Linked DNA regions of Mus musculus: regions 1 and 3 are each linked to region 2. A link is a contact called in public ChIA-PET and HiChIP or PLAC-seq data. All regions are on one chromosome and are shown on one strand. Each heading gives the region's core, a stretch centred on a gene start, on an enhancer-like site or on the middle of the called end of the contact. The rest is flanking DNA. Distances are from core to core; before and after follow the strand shown.

Region 1 (2,810 bases), core at 20-2,519, 140 kb before region 2:
CGCAGGCAGGTATAATGGCTTGCAAATGATATCCATATAATTAAAGCACAAGATCACACTGACTGCTTAGGAAGAACTGGAGGGTGTCTACCTTCTAGTTAAATTCTTAGAATTACCATTTTCCTTCTATAATCTTTTCATCGTTTTCTATAATAAAATCTGTTTGCTATCTCCTTCCTGCAAACGTTAATGACTCCCTTTGCCTGTGACATGAAGTCTGATACACTCCTTTGTGTTTTAGTCTATGCTCCTTGTTAAACAACCCAGCCTGTCTTTTTATTGTTATCTCCTGAATTGGCCCTATTCTCTGCTTCCAGCCAGACACTTGCCATGTCCCCAACATAATGTATGTCCTTTCATTTTGCCTTAATGTTGCACAAACCTTCTTTCCCTGAATCTCTGCCCTCCTCCCCCCCCCCCCCGTACACTCCCAGTACTTCTTTGAAACATCAGTCATTCCCATTATCTTGTAGCACCAAGCATAGACAGTTTCCATTATGGTATTTGGCATATTGTATTGTTATTGTTTTATGGGTTTGCCTCCTGGGGTGGACTTTGAGATCCTCCAGGGAAGAGACTGCAGCCTTTTTCCTTCTCTGACCTGTTGTCTTCCTGCCTATGTACCTCATACAGAGCGATTGCAGTCTACTCTAGTGTCTTATGGACAGCTGACAAGGGGAGGGCTAGGGGCAGGGACCTGAGGTAGGGACTATTTAGGGAAAGAGTTGGAGTGACTTCCTTAACTGGGGGGTGGGGGGCAGCGGCAGTAGAGGGATGGGGGAGGGAGAGGGTGGAGAAAAGAAAAGGGTGAGACCCAGGCTCTTGTAGCATAGCTATCTTCAACAGCAAATCCTTTCTCCAAACAAATAGCTATGCCATTACTAAGGTCAAACAGGTAAGGTTTCTTCTTCCCAGGTTGAGCCGCTCCTTCCTTCCCTGGATACCTTCCTAAGTGCATGACACTCATGAAATCATTAATGGTTTTTTTTCCTGCTTCGTAATCCCAGAGAAGGTGAATTCTGGTCTGATTTTACCTGCTCTTGGGGCAACAGGATACAGTAGAGTCCCATATCTGTCGATAAGCTTTAGACCCCAATCACAATTCAGGTCCACCTTACAGTCAGTGCTTAAGCGCTTCGTTCATGTTTGCTCTTCTAATTTGGAGCTAACCAAGATGGATGTGTCTGGAGCCCTACCTCAGGTAGGGTAGAGTATTAATAAGCAAATTCCTCCGGACTTCCTTATATGTGTCATCCGTAACAGAATAACAGTGCTACACCCTTTCTTCTTTGTCCTTCTCATGTTTCTTCTCTCCCACACTTTCATCTGTCCTGTTTGTGCTGGCTCATGGCTTTCGTCTTCTAATGAAACTTCCTCTGGCTGAACTTAGGGAAATGTGTTTCAGCTTAGTCATTTGCCCTTTTGTCAAGCTGACCTATTTCAAAAAAGAAAGAAAGAAAGAAAGAAAGAAAGAAAGAAAGAAAGAAAGAAAGAAAGAAAGAAGGAAGGAAGGAAGGAAGGAAGGAAGGAAGGAAGGAAGGAAGGAAGGGAGGGAGAAATGTGGTGGGATAAGTAGTTTGAAAGCAGGGAGAGTATGCCAAGTTGCCCTAGCTGAGGTTCTGGAGTGCCAGCCTTACCCTAGCTAAGGTTGTTATGTGTTCTATAGATTGGCCTGGCTCTGATGAAATCTGTGGCTTGTCTTTGGGCCCCCTTTAACATTCTGTTTATCTTTCTTATCCTGTTCTTTATAAACCCACTTCCCCTTAGGCTAGAGAAGTGGCTCAGCTGCTAGGAGCACTTGCTGCTCTTCTAGGGAACCGAATTTGGTTTGCAGCACACACATTTAGCTGCTCACAACCACCTGTAACTCCTTCTCCAGGGGATCCAGCACTCTCTCCTGGCCTCTGTGGACAACAAGTGGCACGCATACATACATAGACACAAACTATATACATAAATAACAACAAAATAAATCTTTTTGTTATCTCTCTGCCTATCTATCTATCTATCTATCTATCTATCTATCTATCTATCTATCTCTTTGTATGTATGTATGAAATGATCCCACTATGTATTCTAGATTTCCTGGAACTCATTCTGTAGACTGGGCTGGCCTTGAACTCAAACCTGCCTGCATCTCCCTCAAGAGTTTTGGGATTAAAGGCCTGTGCCACTACACCTGGTTTAAAATGAGTCTACAATCAACAACAAAAGCCATTCCTCTGTGATACGTGTATGCTCTTTGCAATCCTGTGGGCCCTGCCTTCTTTGTCTAGGATTGCATAATGCTGATAGGAGTCTTCACCATCCTTAGTTCAATTCAAAACCTGTCTGGAAGGACTAGGCACTCTTGTCTCACCTTTCTATCTTGTCTTTGAGCAATTTGAGGCAGCTAATCCAGGCCGAGGACTTTAGAGAGTGGCATAGCTTAATGGATCACTGCTGCTCTATGGTGTGTGTGTGTGTGTGTGTGTGTGTGTGTGTGTGTGTGTGTGTGTGTGTGTGTGTGTTTCTGTGTCTAGAGGTGTCTCTAGCACTTCCAACTCAAACCACAGTAGTAAATCTCAAGTAATAGGAACTTCAGGTAACACATTATGCTGGAAGGCTTGAAGGATATTTCATAGCAATGAGCAATGTATGAAAGATTACTTTCTTCCCCGACCAAAGGCAGTACCAGATCTGAGTTCAGGTTATAAAGGTGTCAAATAAGCGAGCTCTGAAACAATAATTTTGACCTTGTAATCCGATTAACAGCTGCTTTTCTCTGCTTGTTTTGCTAGTGCTTTTTACTTTTGGTTTTAATACAAAGA
Region 2 (2,727 bases), core at 134-2,633:
CAAAATGTTATTTGAAGAAAAATATCTTCAAAACTATTAAAATTCCTGCTGCACCACAGATCAACAGACTAGCCTAGCACGGGAGGTTAGAGGAGAATACATACATACATACATACATACATACATACATACATACATACATGAAAAACATTCTGGAGAAAGAAGTATCCTGGCAGAGCCTTCTGGACATTGCTGCTGGGCTCAAAAAAGCACCCAACTGCCTTGGGAATTGCCTGAGAATCACAAAGAAAGTGAACTCAGATGCCAGCTAGTCTAAAAAAGCAAAATAAGGAGGGTCATACGGTCTGGAGACGGCCTCTTCCCACACATCATTTATACATACTTGGTATTGTGTCTAATCTAAAACCTCTTGGTTGAATTTTCTTCTAAATATAGATTATAAACACTAATCCAGGAGTGGATAGCACTCATCTGGTAATACTTCCCATGTGCTAATCTTCTCCAATGATCAATTAAATCTACTTGAATGATGGATGGCTTCAGAAATGAAAATCCACGACAATGAAAAAAATCATTTTAACTTGCTGCAAATGATGGTAAAAACTGATTTATAGCTGGAATTTCATTTTGAATTTATGTTTCTGTTTAGACAGAAATGCTGAGTAGTTCAGAATAAAATCCCAAAGAATTATGTTATCTTTGCTACCAAGTGGCTATTTTAGACCTGTGTCAAGTTTATTAGTTATATAAAACAACCCATCACACACAGTTAGCAATTCCAGGTCGTAGAATGGAAGTGGGAATAACCATAATCTATTCTGTTTTGTTTTATTTTGTTTTAAGGCCTTAAGATGAAAACAGAAGTTTAAGGAGACAGAGTGTATGCTGCATATACATCAAAGTAAAAATAATAGTGATTTAAAAGGACAGTAACCGTCCATATCATTTCCTTCAGGCTTTAAGTCCATCCCATCCAGTTTGTCTCAGCAGTTTAGCCTCTGATAACAAGCCCCTTCTGGCCACCATGACATTCTCGATAAGTAAGGTCTCACAAATATCAGAAATCCACTCACGTTATCTAAATCGACCTGCCTAGCACTTTCCAAAGTTCAAATACAGACAGGACACAAAAGAAAGAGGGACTGACCGCCACTTCAGCTGTGTGCCAGGACTCCTGCAGCTCCCCACCCCCACCCAGACTTCCCTGTCCTCTTTCTGCTGCTCTCCCACCCCTCCTCCCCATCCTAGGCTATAGACAAACAAGCTCTCCAATCTACTTCTTATCAAGATGGAAACAAGGCCAGACCTGCTCTGCTAGATAAAATGCTTTGGCTTCTAACTGCCTGGTTGCTTATCTTTCATCTTGCAGTGTTAACCATAACCCCTTTCCTGACCTGCTCTACTTCTTGTTTTTAGATGAGCAGCAAGGCCTGGGGTGGGGGGTGGGGGGCATGCTTAAATGGACAAGTTCACTCTCCCAAGTCTCTCTTGGTTCCCTTTTGAATCTGTTCAAACCTCTTTGTGTTTGAGGTGCCATTCTGAAAAGATCAGAAACCACACAGCATGCCCCGTGTGATTCGCTGTGTTTCTCATTCTCTCCTTCTGACTTTGACTCTTCCACATTATCAAACTGTTTATATCCTTCTTATGTATTGAACTTTTCATGTTGATGCCCCACCCCAGGGGCAGTGAAGGGGTTTCCTGAGGAATAGTTAATCATATAGAGTTACCTTCCCTTGTATCTTGTCTGTCTAGATCATAATGCGTGGAATGGTTTTCTCATCCGAGCTGTGAGTCTTACCTAAGTTCTCATATTTTCATACAAGACACTGCACTTCCTGCCCTTTCTTGAGCAGAGACAGGGAATGACATGTGGGGCTGGGCAGTCAGACCATGTCACTGGTCCATGCGGGTTGTCTTGCTGTGTAAGGTTAACTGTGTCATGGTCCTCAGTCTGTCCTCGTTCTTCCTATGTGAAGCAGAAAATGAAACTGGCCTCCTTTTGTTCTGGAGAATCCTGGGAAGCCAATTGGCGCCTGTATTTTGAAATGACAATGAAGGTGAACTGTGTAATAGTGCACAGGACCCTGGTGTTGTAAACATTGTGTTCTGGATTATGACACCTTTATCCCATACAAATTTATGTACCCAAACCTGCACAGCCTTGACAATCTGGGAGTCATTCCAAAAGAACTGGAGCTCCTTGGAAGGGAATATTCTGCTATCACGAGGTGTTTGTTTGGTTTTGATTATTTTACCCTTTTGCACTGAAAACTTAGCACTTGACACAACAGAAGGATCACTTACAGAGTCCTTGCTCTGAGTCAAGCCATTTTTTTCTGTTTTCTTAGCTCAGAAAGCACTGCACCTTAGAATCTCACTGCTTTCATTTGCTCCTTTGCATATTAGGAATCTGATTGACCTTCTGACACTGGCTGCTTTGCGGTGCCAGCCTGACTCTGTTGGTGAAAGAGCGATACTGAACCCGGTATGGAAATGTGCAGTATATGCTGGTGTGTGTTAACTGCTTTATTTCATCTCAATGAGGATAAAAGACCAATGCCTGCATTAAAGCAATGGCATCATTCCAGAACAATGAAGTGAGATGTCTGCAGTTATCTATGATGTCCCCATTAAAAAAAAAAGAGTTATTCCAAGTCTAGAGCAGAACATTCTGGAAAATTGGAAGGCAGCAGATATATTTCATAGTATATATCCTCTTGTATCCATAAGGATGGTTCAGAGAATTCTTTAATGTTTATTACC
Region 3 (2,709 bases), core at 73-2,572, 250 kb before region 2:
TCCTCTCCTACATCTGTTATTCATATTAAAATCAGAACTCAAAGAGAACGTGGAAAGAAATTTCTATTGTGCATTATAAGCTTCAATTGTGAGATTATGTATTTGCGGACAGGAGCTGGTAGAATGGAGGGACACTCATATCATGAAAAACTGATGATCTCAGACAAAAGGGTCAGTTTCTTGTCTGTTCTTCGACCTTTTAAAAATAATAAACCACCTTCCTAACAAGAGTTTACTCCACAGAAGCATCTTAATATGCTGTGATGACAGATTGCTACTGCCTCAATGGGGGCTCACCCTCTTGAGGAAGAGGTGGGGGACATGAACCACGTACAGTTAACATGTCTGGCTTTAAATACAAGCACAGGTACATTTCAGAAAGTGAATATGTTAATTTTCAAATAAAATTACAAGGAGTGTCATTATAATTGGTGTGGCTGCACAGACATTGTCAGAAAGCAGGGAGGAGGAGCCGGGATCACAAATTGGAGTGTGTATGCTCTGTTAATGTGCATTTTAAATACCTGCCACAAACACAGACCTGTGAAACGGAGACGGTGTCCATTGTTTCTCATCTTTTATGATTTGTGTTCTATTTTCATATTCACTCATGCCTTACCTCCATTGCAAAAAAATAGAAATGAGACCAATTCTAGAATAAATAGAAGACTTTGGAGATGGATCAATGGGTCCTTGGCACACAAGAAAGGACTGGAGGTCAGTTCCCAACACACATGTACTAAAACATTAATAGAGGACGTGGAAAAAACGTGAACGTGCGCTTAACATGAATGCAGGGTAGAGGCCACCAGCTCGCAGGACATTCTATTTGTATTTTCAGCAGCTTGTGACTGTTGTCTTCCATGAGTTGTGCTCATGGCCTAAAGACAAGCCCTTAGTAATGGGAAACAGTAACAAAAGCATTTTTTAAAATGCCCAAATGTTTCAGGCACATAGGATAAGTCCCTGTCCTAGAATTATCTTGCAGTTTTGCCTCTGATGGCATAATTTCTAAAAGAAAGGATCAGATACCTCAGACAGAAGACTGGTCAGCATTGTTTAGAGCTGGAATGCCTCCAACTCATCATCTAAATTTGAAATTAAAAATCGCACCCTTCCAGAAGTTTTATCTTTTTACATCGGAAGCAATATTTCTTTTCTAGCGCCATCCTCATTAGCATGCGTAGGGTAGAGTCTTCACCAGTAACTGAGGCTTTGGGTATTTGGTTTCATTTTCTTGTCCGGTTCCAGACCACACAGGCAGTCTCCTGACATCTTTCAGACGCACTTCCTTCTAACCCAAAGTGAGCGAGCCTTGGTAAAGTCAGCCATAGGGAGGAGCTCCATAGCAACTGCAAAGGGGGCCTCTGCATAGACGCGCAGTTCTAGAGGAATTATGCTTGTTATTCACGGTAATGCAACGGACTCGCAGTAAAATTATCTTCTGCCGCCGGTAGGAGAAATGAGTAATTCAAAGAGCCTGAGGTTGTTTCTTAAGCTCCCCTTGTGCCAATTGAGTTGTATTATTTTGCAACCTTTGCTTCTGTCTTTTGAAAGCAAAGATTCAGAGCCTAAAGTGACACTAACCTTGGTTAGTAAAGTGATTTAAATGACTGTGGTCTTCAAACTGAAAAAATAAAAAGAAAGAGAGCTAGAATAATTTTGTCACTAAATTTTGTAATTTTCCTTTCCACACTTGAAGTAATTTTAGCCCTTTAAGAAAGCCCGCCGAGTTACTATAGAAGACATTGCCAGTACAGGCACTGCAATATCAGTCACCCTTACAGTTCATAGAAAGAAAATCAAATTCTATTTTAGTGAAGTTTTCATAACAGCCTTTTGGTAATAATGTTGAAGAATCATGATATATTTAAGAGATATTAATTCCAGTGATAGTCATTTATCTTTGATGTCAGAGACAGACAAAGGCTTGGGGAATAGAAGATTTACAATGACATATTATAGACTCACTTTCTAGATCTTAGAATTTTTTTTTTATTCTTCCTCTCAAACGACAGATAATGAAGCTTTATCAACTTCCTTTTATTAAAGCTAAAAATATACCCCTTAATAGGATCATAAACATTTAATGAAACTTACAGCTGTATTGAATCTTAAAATTAGGTGAGAATGGCCAGTAGTTCATAGAAAAGTAAATCAGCATAATTCATACAGTATAATTCATATAAGTTTACAACCCTGCTTATTTTAATTCAATACATCCCTGGGTCTGACCTCTCTCCTGACGTCCAGACTCACATTACAAACTTCCAAAATGAACCTGCTATCCAAAAGAGAGTCCATTTTCTTTCTAAGCACGTCTGAGACAGGTAGGTCAGCATAATAAGCTTAAATTTAAGAAGCTGGAAGAGGATGCTAGACACTTTCTCCATTTCTGCCTACTGTTTTCTGAGGATAATGTAAAAATTATTAATATCTCTCAGTCGTAAGTTGGAGTCCCCAGAAAGATGCGAACTCAAGTAAGTGTGGCTTACAGAAGTCCATTGCAGGACAGGGAAAGCAAGGGGACGGTGGCACAACCATCTATGAGCAACCGTAGTCGCTTTGAGGGTAACTTTGGCTCTATCCCAAAGAACAGAACTGACAGTAGGTCTATTCTGCTAGGCAATGTTGGGGACATATGTAAATCCTCTACTCTGTCAGTGGTTTGGTAGAAGTTGACCATGAAGGGTATTAGTCCTTGTGATC

The links. ChIA-PET counts read pairs in DNA pulled down with a chosen protein or histone mark. HiChIP or PLAC-seq counts read pairs in DNA pulled down with a chosen protein or histone mark.
Region 1: a contact with region 2 is called in an H3K27ac HiChIP or PLAC-seq map of the HPC-7 cell line, with 5 times the contacts expected there. The contact joins two enhancer-like sites. A contact is called at or near these places in 1 of 15 datasets of contacts at CTCF or cohesin (the G1E-ER4 cell line), 4 of 484 Hi-C or Micro-C datasets (the G1E-ER4 cell line and reprogramming fibroblasts) and 1 of 115 datasets of contacts at active chromatin or transcription factors (the HPC-7 cell line).
Region 3: an RNA polymerase II ChIA-PET map of memory CD8 T cells shows a contact between it and region 2, with 101 read pairs. The contact joins two enhancer-like sites. A contact is called at or near these places in 2 of 484 Hi-C or Micro-C datasets (the G1E-ER4 cell line and spermatogonial stem cells) and 1 of 115 datasets of contacts at active chromatin or transcription factors (memory CD8 T cells).

Annotation. Positions count from the first base shown.
Region 1 is chr1:69,654,055-69,656,864 of GRCm38.p6, reverse strand. All of the region lies in intron 3 of Ikzf2 (IKAROS family zinc finger 2), which reads left to right. Among named protein-coding and RNA genes, the nearest start is that of Ikzf2, 30 kb to the left of the region's middle. Within about 2 kb of position 1,269, at least 49 of the 459 cell types and tissues checked have an H3K27ac peak or open chromatin away from gene starts, as enhancers often do. A contact at or near this core is called in the G1E-ER4 cell line and the HPC-7 cell line, where this site is marked.
Region 2 is chr1:69,512,352-69,515,078 of GRCm38.p6, reverse strand. No RefSeq gene overlaps it. Among named protein-coding and RNA genes, the nearest start is that of Gm28497, 82 kb to the right of the region's middle. Within about 2 kb of position 1,383, at least 63 of the 459 cell types and tissues checked have an H3K27ac peak or open chromatin away from gene starts, as enhancers often do. A contact at or near this core is called in the G1E-ER4 cell line, the HPC-7 cell line and memory CD8 T cells, where this site is marked.
Region 3 is chr1:69,758,349-69,761,057 of GRCm38.p6, reverse strand. No RefSeq gene overlaps it. Among named protein-coding and RNA genes, the nearest start is that of Gm29822, 28 kb to the left of the region's middle. Within about 2 kb of position 1,322, at least 61 of the 459 cell types and tissues checked have an H3K27ac peak or open chromatin away from gene starts, as enhancers often do. A contact at or near this core is called in memory CD8 T cells, where this site is marked.